Linked DNA regions of Anas platyrhynchos: region 1 is linked to region 2. A link is a contact called in public Hi-C data. All regions are on one chromosome and are shown on one strand. The core of a region is the stretch at or near the end of the contact, and the rest is flanking DNA. Distances in the headings are between cores, read along the strand shown. Region 1 holds the start of PAICS (phosphoribosylaminoimidazole carboxylase and phosphoribosylaminoimidazolesuccinocarboxamide synthase). Region 2 has its middle 120 kb from the start of TRMT9B.

Region 1 (6,666 bases), core at 821-3,320, 180 kb after region 2:
TGGGATTCACAACTCCTATTAACCTTTTCTGGTTTAAACTTCCTAGAGGCCTAAAGCAGGTGAGAATTAGGATTAACAATTGGTGCAAACTGTATCAAAATAGAGAGGATAATCTAAGTCCAGATCCTGAGCAGAAGGACACTCACTATCTTAACTTCACATAGTCCTCAGGAGCTAACAATTTGTATTAGCCAAAGATTTGGCTCTCAGTTCTGCATGTTTAAAAATAAAAATGGAATTTAGGAGCAATATATAGTGCAGAGAATACATGTTAAAATCGTATGAAATTGCTGCTTCATTTTAAGTGACTTGTGAAAGATTAGAGGCTTTCTGCTAACGATGACAAATTAAGGTCAAGCTTTTATCTAAGGTAAAGAATGGCAAGAGAAATGTTGATTCATTTTTCTTAGACCTGTACCACAACATAATAGAGTGAGCCTTGGAAGAGTACAAGGGCAAGCTCAATGTCCAGCACCTTTAGCAGTCTCCTCTGATACTAATTCTGTGTTGTTTTTCTTAAGAAAAGATTCACAGTCTTAGATAACATAAACAGGTACATACTGTGGGCACAAAGGGAGCTAAGCTTTGTATTTCTCTTTTTAGCCATATTATTTTGATACTCGGAACTATTATTGGGTCTTGTGCTTTGGTGACATTTAGAATGCCATGAGGAGATTTGAGTGCTGTCAAATAGCAGATTGACCCTATTGAAATGTTAAGCACAGCTTAAATGCATATGAGAGAGGGCTGAATAAAACAAGGGATGCAACTAATTCGGTAAGAAACCCTTCAGAATAAAAGCAGTGGGATTTACTTGTTTTGCCTCTGAATATTCTCATAAACACGAGCATTTTTACTTTCCTTACTATATTGCAGTTTTTCATGAGAAGTTATTAAAACGTCCTGTGTTTCTTAAAAAAATAAGTTAATTGCTTACAAAATAATTTAATTTACCTTTAGTTGTCCTCTCTGTAAATGAAATTTCAGATTTAAGTAGGGGTAAAAATCGGAAATTTTGAGTTCTACCACAGAAAACAGTTCATGACATTTTCCACATTAGCTTTCATTTCTCTTTAAGTTTATGTCTGAGCTGAAGCTCCACTAAACCCGACTCCAAAGTACTGTGAATAAATGTCAAAGGGAAAAAGAAAACCCAAACCAGCCAGTTTTCCTTAATTTAGGGTTTGAACTCGGTGCAGGAGCAGCGAGTTCTTGCCGAGGCTTTAATGTTAGGATGATTTGATGAGAATTAGGCTGTATTTACAGGCTTCGACACTGGTGGGTGCTAACATTTTTCTGCCCTGCGCCAGGAGCGCATCCAGTCAGTCGCTGCTCGCAGCGCTGCCGGGGCTGGGCAGCCTCAGCCGCAAACTTGGGCTTTGGCTCTGTTTGCCCTGGCTGGTTCGTGCGTTTGTTTGGTTTGAAGCAACGAGAGGAAATAGCAAGAGTTTTGTTTTTTTTACCTTGGGTGCTGTCTGTGGTGGGGCTGGCGTTCAGCCGCGCCTCGGTCGCGGAGCACCTGCCGTTCTCTTCGGCGCCTAACTGCAGGACAGGTTCATATCGCAATATGGCATCCAGGTCGTGGAAAAACTTCATGGTTTTAGTGGCATCCCCGGAGTTGTGGGCGTATTTAACCGTTCTGTATTCATACTTGAGGTTTTTGTACTTTGCCCGGCACTGCTTCCAATCCCTGCAAACTCCCAACTCCTGCAGCCTTTTGGCAATGTAGATGAAAATCCCTTTATTCCTCAGCGTCCCGCGGAGCTGCTTCCTGATGCTTTTCTCGGACCAGACGCTTAGCAAGGCTTTAACCTCCTCCTCAGTCCAGTGCTTCCCCACTCCACACTCCATGTTGAAAGTGACCTGGAAATGATTCACTATTTCTAGCCAAGATCTGGTTCCCTAGGCAACCAGGCGCCTGGTTGTCAGCGCCGCGCTCCGCCGCGCCGCCCCGAGCCGCTGCGGGCCCCGAGCACGGGCGGCCCCAAGGCCTGCGGGCGGCCGGAGCCCCGCGGAGCCCACCCGAGCCCTGGGCGGCCATTTCGCCTCGGGAGCCCGCGGGTCTCCCCGGCCTCACGCGAGAAACCGTGGCGGCATCGCCACCGTGGCGAAAAACACGGGTGTTTCTGGCGTCCTCTGAGGAGGAGCAGCACCTGTGTGGAAAAATGGGCTGGGGATGGGCTTGTGTGGGTGTCCTGCGTGGGCACCGCCGCGGCTCCTCGTGAGGCTGCAGTGCGGGTGGGTGGCAGCAGCGTGGGCATGACTCGAGCCTTCCTGCCGGGGGGTGTTTTAAAGCCGGGGGCCGCCCACGCGCGTTGTTAATGCTCATTAATTACTGAGCGATGATTTAATAAAACGCTCGCCTGTGGAGGATTCGCCAAAGTGGCGAAATTGCATAAGCTTTTTGCGCTTCCCTTCTGCTTGTGCTTACTTTTTGCCATTAGCGCTACAAGGAAGATGTAAGCTGCCTCCTTGCAAAGGCCCTTCACTCAGGATGCCTGCTTCTCTCACCGCTTCCTTGTGGAGGTGTTTAAAGGGACAGCATCGATACTGAAATGGGAATCGTCTGCAATACTGAATTGAAAGTCTCTGGATGCAGCAAATCAGTTAGTTTTAACGCCAGTCTTTGTGTTTATAGACGGGGCAATCTTCCTGAGTTAAAATAAACGTGTTTAGGAATGTCCTCGTTGTGGCGAAACAACCAGGGTATGTGTAGGGATCAATAACTTCAACCTCCTTTATTGAGGACAGGCTCCCTTCTTATACAGCAGCCCTACAAGCGGAGCTTTCCCAGCAGCTATTCATCGGTTAACAACTTTGCCCAGCAACAGCAAACATTTAGCAACTCCCATGTCTTCAGGGTTGGAGAACAAGCAGTTGGAGACAGCAAGGCGTCTCCTGAATCACCCTGCTTTGTTCTTCCTAACTTCTTCGCATTCCTCAGGGCCTCATCGTCACCAGCCCGATGTTATCGCCAGCCACGGGGCTCGTCGACCCCCATGGCGATCCTCCCACAGCTAGCTGTGCAAATGCCTGCTTGATTGCTTCAGTGCGAGAGTTCAAAAGCTTTCACACAGGTGATCAGTGACAGAGACAATGCATTCCCTTAAGCAAAAGCAGCAGTTTTAAGACAAAGCGCCCCAAACCCCGACAGAAATGCAGTAACGCTGGAGAGCCTACTGCTGGAGCCCGGAGTACCAGCACTGCAAAGTGGCTTTGCAGATTAAGCATCTGCTGTTATTTTATGCCCACACTGAAATCGGACTGCAGTAAGAGGCTGAGCCAGTGCTTATTAATGGAAAGATTCCCACTGAATTCAGTGGGCTTAGGCACAAACCTTATGTGACTGTTTGCAAATAAAGCGTATCACGGGCAAGAAACCAGTTTTGATTACAGGCATGTGAAATGAAACAATAAATAAACATACATTAAAATTTCATCTTGTGAAGAATGGGAAAACCCACCAATCTATAGTATGGTACAGCGTTTCATTCAAAGCATTTCATGTTTAATTGTATTTTGTCCACAGGGGCCAGGAGAGTGCTGGAATTGTGACAAGTGATGGAGAGTCATCCCAGGCATTCAAAGTGCACAAGGTAAAATGTAAATGCTTTGTAGATGCCCAACTGAGATGCACAGTTTGTTTCAGTGAGGAAACTGAATAGCTAAAAAGAGGGGAAGCATCATGTTTTGATTTTTTGTTTTTTTGTTTTTGCTTTGTCAGAGTGCTAATATCTAATTCTGTTATTTGTGCAATTTCTGACTTAAGTACGCGTTTAAAACAGACATGCCAATATTATCCCTGCTGCTTGTATACATGCACACAGCAGCAGACACACAGGTCCAGATCAGGCTATTGTTTTCCTATAAAAGTAGTTACCAAAGTCAACCTGCAGCTAAAGTGTTAACTCCAGAGATTTGGAAGAGTTCATCACAGCTTGAGAAAGAGAAAAGGAAAATAGTTACAGGTTCTGCACAAGCAAGTGGATGACATTCTTAGCTTAGTGAGAATCAAGGAAGTGGAAGCTACTGTACCCATAGGTGAAAATGAACAAAATAAATGATTGAATGGAGACCTGAGAAGGTCACCCAGTCTTTCTCAAGCTGAGAGAATCCCCAGGGATGTAAAACAAACAAACAAACAAACAAACAAACAAAAACATAAAATGGCCACAGCCTCTGAAGTATTATGCCTGGAGAATCCCTGCATTTTCTGAGACTGGTTTTGCTCATTCTGTTTTGAATAGTGATCAGGAAAAAATTATCATCAGCCTATTAAACACTGGAAGAGCAGCATATAGGAAATAAAACTATTTCAGCAGACAAAACCACAGGGCAGTTCTTGATGCCAGTGCACTCTCTAACCACAGTCCGAAAGCAATTTGTTTTCATGTTCAGGGGTCTCTGAGGGAGATTAATTAAGCTGTTCAAATCAGTGTAAGAGTAAGAACCATTTTGTTGCAGCAGCATGTGTATAAATGTGTGACTGCTGAATGCCTCGTGCACAGTCTTGTCTCTTGAGCGTCATGTTTGTCGCCTCTTCTGGAATTTCCCCCCCTCCTATCCATTACTTGCAGCCTGATCCTCCCCCCTACACACTTTTAAATGCCAGTTTTCTGAACTACTGCACCGTGTTGTCTGTTTTTCATTCCCGCTCCTGCTTGGGTTTCAGCTTTCCTTAAGGTTAACAGAAATTGCAACTTCCTTTTAAAGTGAGCTTTAAAAGATAAATCCTGTAGTAAAAGATATTTCTCAGAATGAACTTGTAGCAGCCAATACAATAAGCAGTAGAGTTTCCATGTTAGTGAGCTGACATACTTGGCTGTCATCTAAGAATTTAATTGACTGTCATTGTATCAGCTTTGATATTTTAAGAGTTGCAAAGCGTGTGATGGTTTCTTATATCCTTGAAATACCTTTCCCAGCTACATCACTTTTAAAAACCATAATAACCACAGTGTAATAAAGAGCCTGTGGAGTACAATAGATATGACGTGTAATCCTAGAAACAATGCCAATGTAACAAGCATTTGGATCTGTTACACCAGTGGAAATAAGTTTACAAGTCTGACTTATAAACTAGATCATAAAAACAAACAAACAAACAAACAAACAAACAAAAACAGTGAAGATGCTACTGTGTCCATTTGTCCTCCAACCCCCGGCTGACTATTCTTAGCAGAGACAAGAGAATGGAAAAGGTGCCTGCTGCTCACTGCATCGATTTACAACCCAGTGCGTTACTGCAAACTCACCTTTGTCAACAGCTTAAGCCAATGCACGTATTAGAGTACGAACTGTACTGCCTATGGCACGGGTATGTGCTCCTTTCTGATTGTTGCTGGCCTTTGACAACGGATTTATAGCCCTTGACAAAGGCTGTTAATCCATTGTTTTAAACTCTCCCAGAAGACTCATCCAGATTTGTCTGTTGGAGCCTTTCAGCTAGACTTGTGCAAGAAAACATTAGTGTCATAGCTGAACTGGCTCAGGATGTGGAAAAACTTAAATCTCTTGTATAGATGTAGTGATGTCAACAGCAGAAAGGCTTTGTCTGACTTTTGCGTGCTTGAATATGCAGAAAAATCTATATTGAAGTAGCTATATTATCATGTTCTGGTATGTACCAGGCTTCATGTAATACAGATGTCAGATCGTCTTCACTGGGAACTCTTTATACTGGTGCAATTCACGTTCACTGTCCCACACCAGCAATCTAAATCAGCAAAATATTTCAAGCTGCATTTTAAAGATTATGTATTTGTGTCAGCAATTCTGTTTTAAAATAGCATTGCTTGTTTAAGCTATAGCAATGCTTCAAATAGCCACATCCATTGACATTGGACCTGTGAAATGCCAGATGTGTCAGGATAAAACTGGCCAAAGTAAAAAAAGAACGTGACTGTATTTCTGTACATGATACAGACTCTGGGCAAGCTTCATGTCATCTGTGAGACAACAGATGATACTTGATCTGGCACAAAGTTTGCTGAACCATTCAAGTAAACTTATACTAGTTTGACTGTTTGAGGCACCAATTTTTTAACATGACAGTTAAATATCCTAAAACCACATGCAAACACAGCCTTTCAGTATTCTGACTCTATACCAGTTGCAGAATAAAATATCCTAAAGCTTGGCTTTAAGCTGCTTTGATTGAGCTCTGAAAACATATTTACTTCTTCTCTGTCTCATCCCACTGTCTTGTACCCACAGCATAGGCTATGGAACCATTCATGACATTCCAGTCTCTCCCGTATATCTGTGCAGATCCTAGGAGTGTTGTTACCATGTGTGATTTCATGTATATCACAATTACTATGCATGATAGAGAAACTGAGGCTTAGAAGGATGTAAATACTTTCCACAGGCAGCAGAAAAAGCAGGGCTTGTAGGAGGGTTTGGAATCCAGTCTTGATTTCCTCTCTGTGTGCAGGTGTGTTTTTTTTTTCAGACTATTCTTGCTGCTAAATTGTGTTTGTTGCCAAAAGAAGCTCCTGATGGCTCACTAAAAAGCCTTGACGCATTTCTGCTTTAGACAGAAGGCAACCTGGATGTATGAAAAGTTTGTTTCAAGTAAACAGAAAAAAAAAAAGCTCTAGAAAAAAGCTTTGTTCCTAATATTGGCAGGAATGACTGCAATCTGATAAATGTTGTCATAGACCC
Region 2 (7,213 bases), core at 1,693-4,192:
GCAGGCTCTCTGAGGAGGACAGAGTAACGACGGATGAAGCTGTTCATTAAAGATATCCCAAACTCTTCCTTGGTCATTTTTCCTCATTACTGCTCCACAGAGGGTAAGAAATATACCCCCTTGAGAGAGTCACATGCAACACCTATAAATTAATCCCAGTCCAGATAAAACCACTGAGCTAGCTCAGAGGGTATTTATAGCTGAGACATGGCTTCCTCGGGGGATTACAGACACCAAATCAGTGCAGTTGTTCCAAAAAATCAGAGAAAAGCTGCTTCTTTCTCTTTCCCCTCAAGTATAGCGAGCTCCTTTCACCACAGAATTGCAAGTATGAAATTCTGTGTCAAATGCAACCGGCTGGCTGAAATAACTTCTTGTTTGTGTAGCTGTGAGGCTATGTCCAGAAACCCTGATGATCACTAACGATACAGGCATATTCACATGATAAAAATGCAGTGTCATTAATAACTTGTGCTGGCATGCCCTCACCATCACCAGGGCTTCACATAAATATATAACTCACTCTATAGATTTGTTTCAGAGCCCTTTTCTATCTGAGTATGGCTCCAGGCAGATCATTGTCTGTACAGACGCAGTAATTAAGGATTGGTAATTCTGTCCTGTGGCCAATATTCCCTACAGGAAGAGGCATGGGATGGGTTTTCAGCCACTTGGCATTTCAGAGCTCACTGGAAGCTACTAGAAAGCTGTCGAAAGAGAAGAGCCAGCAAGCATTCCCATCTCAGCATCTCCACAGGAGAAAGTGGTTGCCCTGAAGACCTCTATAGGAAACAGTTTTATTTACACAGCTCCACAGAGGCAAATGGAAATGTGCAGCTCCCATCTGCTGAACCGGGGCTGAACGGTGGGAGCCAACACTTCCCTCATGCCTCCTTCTCAAACAAGTATGTTGCTGCTCCGTTTCTTGGGAACGAGCTGGATACACACAGGAAAACAAAGGAGGGTTCTCTAGTCTCTGAGGTACGTGTCATAGAAATAGCAGATAAATAAAACTTCATAAATAAAAATATCTTTCTGGAATGATTTCACAGAGGTGAAAATTTGAACAGTGAAACAACAGTGACTGCCATAGATCCCAAGTTTTATTCCCATATATAAGAGCCAAGATTTTTGTCAGCTGCGAAGAAATCGGGGATGTTTGTGAACAGCAGGAGGAGAGCACAGCCTCAGAGCAGCACAGATTCCAGCACCAAAGACATCACTCTTAAGTAGACTTACTATTTTAATCACTTACTTACAACTTTAACACAATCAGCTAGTTTTGTTGAGTTTGGGTTCCTGTAGGTTTATTAAAGGCAAAGCCACACACGGCAGCGTAGGCATGGAGTCCCCTGTGGGTGCTCCTGGCTCATCCTGAGAGCATCAGCCACTTCCTCCAGCCCCGCAGTACCACAAAGAAATACCTCTCTATAAATAATCTCTAAGAACTTTTTGACTGAAAAAATCTGTAAGGGTTTGGTTTGAAACACATCAGACTAAAGAACAAAAGCATAAGGCTTGAGGGAGGGGTAGGCAAGAGCTACTCAGCTTAGGTAAGTAACTAAATAACTGGGGGACAGAGGGAAAGGCAGTAGAAAAAAAAAAAAAAAAAAAGAAGAAAAAGAAAAAAAAAATTAGTGTCTCCTCCCTTTGGAAATCACTTTCTGGTTTATGCTGCTGCACCCTTCCTAGACTCTCAGACCTCTCCCAAGAACATTTCCATGCCTTGCGCTGTCTCGAAGGGTGCTCTCTTCCCTTTAATGCAGTGGCAGTTCAAAGGCTTGATGCTTTGAGGTCCCTTGAAAATTGCTGGAGTTTGCTTTCCATTGCAACAAGCAGTAGCTGAGGCATCCTCCCCATGAAGAGGTCAGATCCTGCTGCTGCTGGCTCAGGACTGACACTAAATTACAAAATGGAGGTTCTGCAGACCACACCAGCCTGCCTCTGCTCTTCCTCCCCGCTTTCTGGTTTCCCAGAACTGCTTGCTCATGGATGGGCTGTGCGAGGCTTGGAGTTTGTGGGGTTTCTCTTGACTGCTGCTAAATGGAAAATGTAAAACAAATAAGAAAACACAGAGGCACAAGTAAAATAAAAAATAATCTCTTCAGTCGCAGTCTTTCAAAATACTTTTGGTTGGTGGCTCACAAAAATAACTATTTTTGGAGCACTTCTACATCTGCATTTTGCTCTCAGTTTTCGTCTGCACAGACCTTACTTACCCAAAGAAATAGATTGACTGACACCTAGTGGAAAACAAGCTTTATTTTCTCTTATTCTGCTGAGTGGAACATTTTAGGCAGTATTTAAATTGACTCAGTTTATATTACTATTATTGTAGAAAACAATAACATTACCACCTGCATTTTACCTTTATTTTATGAGCGTATACAGATATTCAATATAATCACAGGCAGGACAATCAACAACAATTCATTTAAAACACAGACACTTTGGTTAATGAATGAGCCTGGTATGAGACCACAGCACAACCCATCCTTGTACTGAGCACACACACACACCAGTAACACATAGCTCTGAGAGCCCCTGAAGTGCCAACCAATAAACATAAATTTATTCTCAAAACTGTCAGCCTTCTGGAGTTGTTGCTTCTACTAAAACAGAATTATTGATTCCCTTGTTAATGTTTTATGCATAAACATTTAAGAAACTGAAGATATTTTTTCTCTAAATTTCTATTTTTAACGGACTTAGAGAAGTTCATCTTATGGTATCATTTACCCCAACTAATGATAAGAATGTGAAGCTGATTCTGCCTTGTCGTTCGGATTTGTACATGCTTCAGACTCTTGTCTCAGTGGTCGCCTAATGCTCAGCATCTGTGAAGGGATTTTGCAACACAAAACAAATGCCAAACATAGCTTAGCTGACTGCAGCGTTCCCACAGCCTGATGTAGGTAGCATCACCCATATGTGCTTGTGACTAATAGATTTGATTGGTGCAATGCTGTGCTTTGCAGGCCTTGCTGAGAAACCTCTTTACAAGGTCCAGCTGGAGGAGAATTAAACAGTGGGGATTCTCTTGCGGACAAAATCTCGAAATATAATTCCGTGGCACTGAGAGGCTTTGGTTCAAGCTTCCCTAGAACAGCACGTCCATTCTTCTAGCGCCTCTGCCCACAATTTCTGAAGTCATCTAAACTGCCAGATCCTGACCCAGAAAGTCCATGTTCCTGTGAGCTGGTCCCTCTGTCTCAGCCAAGTAGGACATGTGCATTTAGAGGTAATCTTACATGTCATTTCTGGAGAAGACTCGGTCTTACAGTGACTAATGGAAAGTACAACCTGGTACTACCAACAGTGTCATTCACCCCCAAGTCCCAAAGGTTTGAATATTATCTTTGATGCAATGATCTAGAGGAAACCGACAGACAAAAACACAATGATTGATCTGAATAGCCAGATCTTAATATATAACTAGGGCCTGAGACCTGATTTACAAGCCAAGCCTGCTAAAGGCAGTGCTACCCAAAAGGTAATTTTCCTACCAAAAATCCCAGACTAATTTCCCCATAAAAGCTTCTGCTCTCCAGCCACAGTGATGTAGATCTTACTTCTAATTTTACCTTTCAAAATAATTAAGTAGACATGTTACATTATAAAATCAGTCTTCATATTCTCATTCCAGTTTGCCAAGTACAATTTTAATAAATTCAAAGAGCTGTATTGAGTCACATATTAAAAAAATTAATAGTTGCTTAAAAGAGCATTAAACTCTTCTGAGTATTTATGTTCCTACAAGGAGAAGAAAGGACTTCAGATCACAGCTGTAGATCCTGTGTTTGCATTCTGTCTTTCATAATACTTAGCTACTTTCAAGTTGGCCTCTAACTGGATATGGGAAAGTCATCTTTTTCTGCAGGGTTTTGGGATTTTTTTCAGTTTGGCTCAGTTACGACCTCTGATTTTCCTCTGTCCCTAGTTTTGGTCTCTGGGAACAGCAGAAACCACTAAATGTTTTTGATTATCCACTTAATCCCCTCAGGCGGTGTAGTGTCTTTAGTCTAGACTTTAGTGAAACGACATTTATTTGTTGAGCTTCTAGTTCTCAATTAAAAAATAAAAAATAAAATCTTGAGAAACTTCCTGTGGTTCCTTGTACAGACTCTTGGCCGGTTCATACAAGAAAAACACTGCCTGATATTTCATATTCATACTTTTATTCCTCTCAATACTTTTCAAAAACTAGTTCTATTTCTTTTTTGTTTTTTTTTTTTTTTCTTAATTGTGACATTCTCCAGCACTGTTAGGAATATTCCTCGCTGTTGCTTTGCCATCTTCTCTCTCTCTTCCATTTCTGAATCCTTCCGACTTACTCATTCAGACCTTTGCACTTGTTCTGAAGGGAAGCTGGCACACAAACGCAGGAGACTGCTCTGATGTTGTTAGCAATGACCTTGGCTTCAGCAGAAAAATGTTACAGCATACACTCTCCGTGCACACCCAGCCAGTGCAGGGAAGGCTGGTTTTGGTATATGCAAACTGATGGGAGCAAACCAGCTGCCACTTACTCCAGACTGTGTGCTGGTATTTCACTCAATGTTACCTTTCTCTACCACTTGTATTTAGGGAAAACAAACAAACAACAACAACAAAAAACAGGTCTGTAGAGATGAGAGGCTACAGCAATGATTTTCATACTGTGAATGCAAGCTAACCAATGTGCTCTTTGGTGAGCTGACATCTCAGAGAAGCACAGACTATCGAATATCCCTTGGCAAGGATGTGTTTCAGTTATGGACCATGCCAATAGCTGATCATCATCATTCATTCCTCAGGAAATGAGAAGGGGACCATGAGTGTTTCACAGCTGAGCCATTCACCAAGAGCAACATCTCTCTAGCTGTGCCTGGTGGGCCGAGGCTAGCAGATGCCATTGTTTTCTTGTTTGTTTCTTTGTTTTTCCACTCAGGTTGGAAAGAAGTCTGAAGTATCCTGGACTGGTGGACAGCCCAGCTCAAGCACACCGGGGCTGCTGGGCAGGGACACCAGCAGACTCTTCGAGTCTGTCCCAGAGCTCCTGAAATGTCCCCTGTCAGCCATCTGCATAGCGTTTGGGAAGGTGTGTGCCTCTCCCCCTTGCTTGGCCCTCCTTCCATCCCATGATTTCATGTAGGCATCCTGTAGCCTGTTCTACATAGTGAACGACCCAAGTGCACAGAGACACAGCCTCCCCATACAACTACTCCATCCGACAGCGGTCTGTAATCATCTCTGAAATCTTCACATTTATTATCATCAAGTGGCTATTGCTGCACATGACTTTTTCTTTATTTCAAACTGCATTGTAGGAATGCTAAAGCTGTTTATATAACCACTGTATTAAATCTCTTTTTGGTATTTATCCACTTAAATGTGTTTTTTGATGGTCTGTCTCCAGTGAGCTCTCATTTATGCTTCTTTACTCTCAATAAGCCAGAGCCTAATATGTTACCACAGAGACATGATCCGGCACAGACTGAAGTGCTCATGTGAGTAACCTGCTCAGAGACACTAATGGTTTGTTTAATATTTCATAGACACGTCAATTATAAATTCAGCTCATATTTGGAAGGCTTCTCTGCACACCACTAAATCACTTCATGCTTCCTGTAAACTGTCTGAACTGAAAGGCAAAGGTGAATCTGAGGACATACAAGGTTGCATACAGACATTTCCATACATAGGCCCAAAAAAAAATTAAAAAAAAAAAAAACAACAAACACTATCTGTTTTCCCCGATTTTGAGTAGAGGGGAAACACTACTTTGCCCTCCAGATTGTTCATAATTAACTGTCAGTCTATGATAAGGAAACGCGAGTAGTGATGGGTCAGTTTGTTCTCAGTAATTCTGACATGTAGCACACAGTCTCTTATATAAAGACACAGAAAGAGACACAGAAAAGAACACCCAAAAGGCTCCCCTGGATGACTCTTATTTTTATCTTGTGGAAGAGGAAACACCAGTTTTCAGTCTGACTGTGCACACAGAGATGTCTCTGTTAGCACACTGATATGGCAGAGATATTTTTAGCCAGATCATCTGCTTGTTTATGTCCCCCTTCTTTATCTCTTTTATTCATGAAGACTTCAAAATGCCTGGAGTCATAGGCTCCGATATTCCAGGGAAATTAATTTTAGATGCTGTACAAAGAGCAGAAAGCAGTTTATATTCTGCAGGAGTCAACGTACCTTGTCACAACAGAAGAGGGCAACCTTATACCATCTCACAGCTCCCACGGTCGGGGTCCCATCCACACACCCGTCCTCAAAGCAGAGTATTGCTCCCGGTCAACCACGACACACGGGGTGAAGAACTTAGATCCAAGAATCTTTTCAAAGACAGGAGCACCACTCATAATATCCATATTTTCTTTCCTTCTCCCACATTTCTGCTTCTGTTAGGACATGATCACAAGTGCTGAAGCTCCTCCTGCTCATTTTTTTTATTACTTTTTAATAGAATCATAAAATCATAGGATGGTTTAGGGTGGAAGGGACCTTAAAGATCATCTAGTTCCAACCTCCCTGCCATGTTTGGTTTGTTTGCTTGTTTAAACAGATTATTTGGATTCTATTTTAGATAATATCTATATAATCTACAGGGGTAGGTGATAGGTTTAAGAGTCAGGAACCAGGCTGAGCACTGGGAGAAGCAGCAGGTGCAGGTGCTGCAGGCTTGCCTAGAATCAACACTGAAGATGTAGGCATAACCTAAAGAGCTCAGAAGGTACCCAAACAAAGACAATGATGGATAAATTACAGCTGACAGGAGAAAAGGGTGAAGAGGGAATTATGTGTAGATGATACCATCATTTGTTGCGCTATTGGAGATGTAAATTGTCCTCAATCCTGTAAATTAGTCCCTGTAATAAGGTTTGCTATAGCACTTTGAGGCATTAAGGAGTCATCTTTTCATTTTTGTCTTCAGCTGTCAGAGACAGAAGTATGAGAACACCCTGAAAGTGTCATCATATATGGAGATTTAAGGGTAAAAATGGTTTAAGGGTAAGGATTTAAGGATTAAGGTTTAAGGGTAATGATTTAAGGGTAAGGATACCACATATTTGTGGTATCCTGAGATGCTACTGCTGTGTTTTTTGTTTGTCTCTCTCTGAATAGAAAAGAGGCAGGCTGAACCGAAGAGTCTTTGAAGGGAATGCTCAGAAAGAAGAAAATAAGTGAAATTAGAGATAGAAAGAAATAGATATGAAAT

The links. Hi-C and Micro-C count contacts between places; a contact is called where the count stands out from the background.
Region 1: a Hi-C map of liver shows a contact between it and region 2, with 3 times the contacts expected there. The contact joins the promoter of PAICS here to the enhancer-like site in region 2. A contact is called at or near these places in 2 of 8 Hi-C or Micro-C datasets (liver and skeletal muscle).

What each region holds. Positions count from the first base shown.
Region 1 is chr4:51,081,730-51,088,395 of IASCAAS_PekinDuck_T2T, forward strand. PAICS (phosphoribosylaminoimidazole carboxylase and phosphoribosylaminoimidazolesuccinocarboxamide synthase) reads right to left here and starts at 2,071. Exons shown (of 18, transcript XM_072037598.1): 1 at 1,464-2,071. The coding sequence starts at 1,851. It overlaps PPAT (phosphoribosyl pyrophosphate amidotransferase), which reads left to right. Exons shown (of 11, transcript XM_038178494.2): 2 at 3,530-3,596.
Region 2 is chr4:50,899,174-50,906,386 of IASCAAS_PekinDuck_T2T, forward strand. No RefSeq gene overlaps it. Among named protein-coding and RNA genes, the nearest start is that of TRMT9B, 120 kb to the right of the region's middle. Within about 2 kb of position 2,943, at least 3 of the 8 cell types and tissues checked have an H3K27ac peak or open chromatin away from gene starts, as enhancers often do.